2 separate regions of the Mus musculus genome follow, and region 2 is linked to region 1. A link is a contact called in public promoter capture Hi-C data. All regions are on one chromosome and are shown on one strand. Each heading gives the region's core, a stretch centred on a gene start, on an enhancer-like site or on the middle of the called end of the contact. The rest is flanking DNA. Distances are from core to core; before and after follow the strand shown.

Region 1 (3,062 bases), core at 553-3,052:
ACTTATTGCCAAGGCAGATACAATTTCTAAGAGTGAATTACAGAAGTTTAAGATGAAGCTCATGAATGAACTGGTCATCAATGGTGTTCAGATATATCAGTTTCCAACAGATGATGACACGACCTCCAAGATCAATGGAGCAATGAACGTGAGCTCCCTTTGAGTAGAATTCTGTTTGTAAAATAAAGCTGAGTTGAGTTTAGATCAACATTGTTGCAACAGTAGCCCTGCCTATCTGATGCCTTGCTTCCCGAGCCTTTCTTTATTGTGAACAAGAAAAAATGGGAGATTGCAGAAATAACCAGCTTACTAGTTTTCAGTCATGTGCCAGTATGAATAGCAAGATAAAATCTCATCATGGGCTTTGTACCAAGTGCCACCATCAGAAGAATGGGGATTCTGGTACAGTAGTGCTTTGAAAAGCACAGTCATGTGTTTTTAGTGTTTTTGTTCCATTTGATGATTAGTTATTGATCTCTTATGGTACTAGTTTATGAGCATTTATAGGTGTGCTGAATGGGAAAAGCATTCTATCTTCGGGGCTGTGCACAGGTCATACTTTTAGGCATCTACTGGGTTATTGGAATGTACCACCCATGCATAAAGAGAGACCAGTGAGGTGTATTTTCTAGAAAGACTTCAAATAAGGTGAAATGTCAAAAAGTTCAGCAGAATAAACTTTCAATTGTTGTTGTTGACAATAGATACTGAGTACTTTTGTCTTTGCTTTCTCTTGCTCTCCCTGAATTGAGTCAGTCGTTTGTAAGCATATTTCACTGCCTTAGAAAAGGTTCCTTCCTGTCCGGTTGTAAAACATGAAAGGACTGTGCAGCCTCCCTTGGAATACTTTAGAATTTTGACTTTTTAAGAACTCTTGAAGCTGATGTTGACTCTCATTGCACCTTATAGTGTCACCTGTACAAATGAAATGTTTGCTTAATTTAATGTATCTAAGGTGACTAAGTTATTTTTTTCAAAGTTTCACATTTTTTAAATGCTTTGTTGTATTTTGAAGGGTTGTAGGTTTGAGGCTCATGCTGTATATGACAGTTACCTCCTGGAGCCTATTAATTTGTCTGCAGAGTTTGGCTAATAGTCGACCTAAGGGCTGACTTAGGTGAGGATTAAGTGATGTACCCTTAGTTATGGTACCTAGCACCTAGCAACAACATCCCATAACTGTTCATTCTTCTTCCTTATCCTTTGTGATTTATCATATGCCACTGCACTACATACTTTCCTATGTCAGAAATTCTGATAAAAGCAAGTGAAGTTGATTTTGGCTGTGGTTTCAGTCCAGCAGCAGGCGTGCGTAGCAGCTGTTGACAGTGTGTCTGCTATCAGGAAACAGATGGACGCAGAGGCCCAGTCTGGCCTGTCCTTCATGTATGGGTTCTTGGCCCATGGAAGGTGCTGCCCATCTAGCTTCAGGGTGGATCCTCTCTGCTCAGTTTAACCTTTCTGAGAGACACTCAGGTGCTTCTAAATCTATGCTTATTCTCAGTGTAGTCATGTTGATGTGAAGATTAGCCATCACAACCATGAAACTATGAAACCCTAAACTGAATGTCTTAAATCCTGATAATGTAAATAAGGTGATCATGATTTCCTGTGTTACGTTGTCTTTGTATTTAATCTTATTCACATGCTCATTAGTAATTTGTCAGAAGACAGTTAAGAAGCCCTCATTCAGTTGCTAACTATTAAACATTATTTGTTTTGACATTAATTTTCTCCTGGGTTTCAGGCCTCGACATTAGACAGATTTATGCACTCTCAGCTGAGCTGCTGCGTGTTACGGAGTCTCTCCCTATGCTAGTTCCTCCTCCTCTGTTGGATCTCACTCCCAGATCCTAGCCCAGCTTGCACTGTGCCTCCCGCTCAGTCATCTCTTGTTCCTCTCCACTTCTATAACATTACTACACTAGCAGTGTTTCTAAACTTTGTGCATCATTTTATATTAATAGTATATGTGATATTCTAAATGCAGATCCTGTACTATTTTATATACTATGTAATGTGTATGGTTTCTAAAACATCTTTGCTTGTTTAAAGGAAAACGTTCATGACAGTGTCACATGTATCAAAATTATTCTGCTTCTCCTTTTCTTTCTTCTTTTAATTCTAAATAATAACCATGACTTGTATGTGAGAGATACCCAGTATATACTTTTCTATGTAGTGTCCAAAAGCGACTCTTGTAGAATACTTAGTACATATCCCAAGCTTAGGAGAATTGCTCTTTAATTATTCTCTATTATTTTCACCACTGATATAAAAAGATGAGATTGATGTTTGGTTCTTTTCCAGGGCCATTTGCCATTTGCTGTTGTTGGAAGTATGGATGAGATAAAAGTTGGAAATAAGATGGTGAAGGGTCGTCAGTATCCTTGGGGTATCGTACAAGGTTAGTAAGATAAATTATGACAGAAAATAAATGTGTCTCCTGATAACCTCAAAATTGAATTAGAGCAATTGTTTGAGGTGAAAATTATTTAGATTGTAGTTAGTAAACAGAGGAATTGGCTGTATACTGCTTTGTCCAAAGTCTGTGGACAGACCTTTCCCATCTCCCTGTGTCATACCATGTCTCCTCTGCTGGTTACCTTCAGAGGGTGAGATGCGTAGTCATGGACTTAGATCAGAAGGTGGCTGCTTCTTTGCTGCTGGAGATCCACCCAGTGTGCTTGAGCATGCTAGAACATGCTCTGTGCATCTCCATCCCTAGTCCTTGATTAGAATTGGAATCTATAAAGTAGTGGTTAAACATGATAAACATCAGGGCCAACTTGGATGATATAGTAATATCCTGTCTCAAAAGTTAAAAAAAAGAAGGTGGAGTGGGTGGGCAGGGTGGAGTGGTAACGTGTGTTTAGCGCATGTATGAAGTCCTGAACAGGGAATAAACAGTTAAACATGAAGTGGTCTTGCTTTTGTAGCCTAGCTGGCCTGGAAATTATGAACTCTGTCTCTGAGTACTGGGATTATATGCATATATACCTCCATGCCCAGCTGATAATATTTTTAAATGAATGTAAAATATTGAGAAAACTTTTAGTTAA
Region 2 (2,831 bases), core at 29-2,528, 65 kb before region 1:
AGAGAGAAAAACCATAAAGCTGGGAGGGTAGGATCTAGGAGGAGTTGTGGGAGGGAGAATGATAAAAATGTTTTGTCTGAAAAAAATTTTCTTGTTTGTTTGTTTTTGTTTTGTTTTGTTTTGTTTTGTTTTTCAAGACAGGGTTTCTCTGTGTAGCCCTGGATGTCCTGCTGTCCTGGAACTCATTCTGTAGACCAGGCTGGCCTCGAACTCAGAAATCCTCCTGCCTCTGCCTCCCAAGTGCTGGGATTAAAGGTGTGTGCCACCACTGCCAGGCTGAAAAAATTTTAACAGGAAACAATAAGATACACACACAGTGATAGATAGGTAGATTGATAGGTAGGTAGATAGGTTGATAGATGATAGGTAGATGGATAGATTATAGATAGATAGATAGATAGATAGATAGATAGATAGATAGATAGATGATAAGTAGATAAATATCTATTTATCTAGGTAGATAGATGATAGATAAATAGATGATAGATAGATAGATAGATAGATAGATAGATAGATAGATAGATGATAAGTAGATAAATATCTATTTATCTAGGTAGATAGATGATAGATAAATAGATGATAGATAGATAGATAGATAGATAGATAGATAGATAGATAGATAGATCAACATATTATAGGTAGATTGTTAGATTATAGACAGACACACAGACACATGACAGATAGATAGGTAGAAAGAGAAAGAAATTTTACCAAGTCTTAATCATCACTGCATTTGTCATTGCTAAGAAGCAGACACTGCACATACATGACAGCCAGTTAAAACTTCTCCAGGAACTGTTTCGTGAAGACAGTTTTGCTTCTCTATACCTGTTGGTCCTGCACACTGATTGCAAGATGACCTCACCTAGTTTAAATGCCAGTTCTGCCGTGTTTTGTCCAACAGGGTTGGAAGTGCATATTAGAATACAAGCTACAGGCTTCTTTTCAGAGGCTTATGAATTGTTCAACTGACTCAACCCCAACATGCCTGCAGCTTGTCCACGAACTCTCTCTCTGCTGCCCTCGCCCTCTGTGTCAGTTTTTCTAAAAGCTTACCTCCTGTCCCTTAGCTACCTTCCAGACTCAGCCGTGGAGGTACCAGATTTCTGTAAAACATCAATCCGAAAGGGAAGATGCCAATACAACACCGAGGAAGAAGAAATAATCTTAGATTCACTTTAAACTGCAGCTGACTTTTGCACATAGCAGACTGCCCAGCAGGGCCCTGCAGGAGCCTCACTACTGAGGAAAGAGCTGTGGTAGCTTGCTCGTGCCTGCAGAGGAAGGAGGGGCTTATCCCAGAATCTTCACAGAGCACAGATGCGTATGAGGGCAGAGACTCCTGCAGAAATAGGCACTAAGCTGACCCAGCAGGTGTTCCTGAGTGAACTGCCAAGAGCTAGACAGGGGGAAGAGCTCTCCTGGTGTAGCCACAAGAAGTATGTAGTTCTGAAATGTCCTCTAGGCTCTAAAGACACTACCTAATACCACCCATTGCCCAGGTAGTGGCACGCCATCAAATTCAGGGTTGTTTTCTTGCAGGGTGTAGATAGCCCTAAGGAAGAACACTGGGATTTTATTGTCCCCTTCCTTCACAAGATTCTCATCCCTCAGAACTTTTTTTTTTCATGTTACCTGAATCATCAGATCATCCTTAAAATCCCATGACGTAAGGAACTTTGGAAGACAACGTGTTGTGACTGGACACAGTCGAAAAGCCACAGAAGGTACTGGTATATACCACTCTCCGCACCAGAGGTGAATGTGCTCCTCAGAGACAGCGCTAGAGGGTCTGAGCTACTTTGTGGGCACACTGGTGTTGACCAGGTGACATGAGGCACATGAAGAGGGAAGGACAAGACAATGAAGCTAGTATGTACTTGTTTGGTAGTACTGATGCCACAGTGTTCATGCAGGTTTAAATCCAGGGATTCGGGTATGCAAGACAAGCATTCTACAAACTAAACTACATCCCAAGCCCTCTTCCTCTTCCTCTTCCCCTTCATCCCCTTTCTCCTCTTCCTCTTCCCCTTCCTCTTCCTCCTCTTTCTCCTCTTCCCCTTCCTCTTCCTCCTCTTTCTTCCTCTTCCTCCTCTTCCTCTTCCTCTTCCTCCTGCTCCTCCTGCTCCTCCTGCTCCTCCTGCTCCTGCTCCTCCTGCTCCTCCTGCTCCTGCTCCTGCTCCTGCTCCTCCTCCTCCTCCTCCTCCTCCTCCTCCTCCTCCTCCTCCTCCTCCTCCTCCTCCTCCTCCTCCTCCTCCTCCTCCTCCTCCTCCTCTTCTTCTTCTTCTTCTTCTTCTTCTTCTTCTTCTTCTTCTTCTTCTTCTTCTTCTTCTTCTTCTTCTTCTTCTTGATTCAAAATAGGGTTTCTCTGTGTAGCCTTGGCTATCCTGGAACTCATTCTGTAAACCAGGCTGGCCTCAAACTCACAGAGATTTGCCTGCCTCTGCTTTCTGAGTGTGTGGGACCATGAAAGGCAGCATGTTTTCTGGTTGAGCTAGGTTTAAACCCTGGAGACTCAGCGGGTGTTCCTGAAAGGGACGGAAGGTGTCTGCCACACCCCCAGACACTAGGCTCCTGACAGGGAGGCATCAGCTCCATAATTCTGTGGAGTAGAATTCAGTCATGTAGGGCAATGCCCCAAGCCCCTGGTATTCTGTCTGGACTCCACCATCCCACAGTTACCTGGCAACAGCCACGTAGGTCTGGCCCACTATAAAAGGGGCTGCTTGCCCCCTCCTCCCTCTCTTACTCTCTTACTTTCTTACTCTTGCCTCTCTCTCTTGCCCTCTTGCAACCACTTTTTCTGCATTCCCTCTCCCTCCCTTCCATGT

Evidence for each region. Capture Hi-C pulls out chosen DNA fragments and counts their contacts.
Region 2: a contact with region 1 is called in a promoter capture Hi-C map of pancreatic islet. The contact joins two enhancer-like sites. A contact is called at or near these places in 1 of 15 datasets of contacts at CTCF or cohesin (the NIH/3T3 cell line), 1 of 484 Hi-C or Micro-C datasets (nephron progenitors), 1 of 115 datasets of contacts at active chromatin or transcription factors (embryonic stem cells) and 3 of 9 other capture datasets (adipose tissue, liver and pancreatic islet).

What each region holds. Positions count from the first base shown.
Region 1 is chr10:59,178,106-59,181,167 of GRCm38.p6, reverse strand. Septin10 (septin 10) reads left to right here. Exons shown (of 10, transcript NM_001024911.3): 5 at 1-148; 6 at 2,311-2,407. Among named protein-coding and RNA genes, the nearest start is that of Gm23223, 16 kb to the left of the region's middle. Within about 2 kb of position 1,802, at least 1 of the 459 cell types and tissues checked has an H3K27ac peak or open chromatin away from gene starts, as enhancers often do. A contact at or near this core is called in pancreatic islet, where this site is marked.
Region 2 is chr10:59,242,763-59,245,593 of GRCm38.p6, reverse strand. No RefSeq gene overlaps it. Among named protein-coding and RNA genes, the nearest start is that of Gm36257, 6.1 kb to the left of the region's middle. Within about 2 kb of position 1,278, at least 5 of the 459 cell types and tissues checked have an H3K27ac peak or open chromatin away from gene starts, as enhancers often do. A contact at or near this core is called in pancreatic islet, where this site is marked.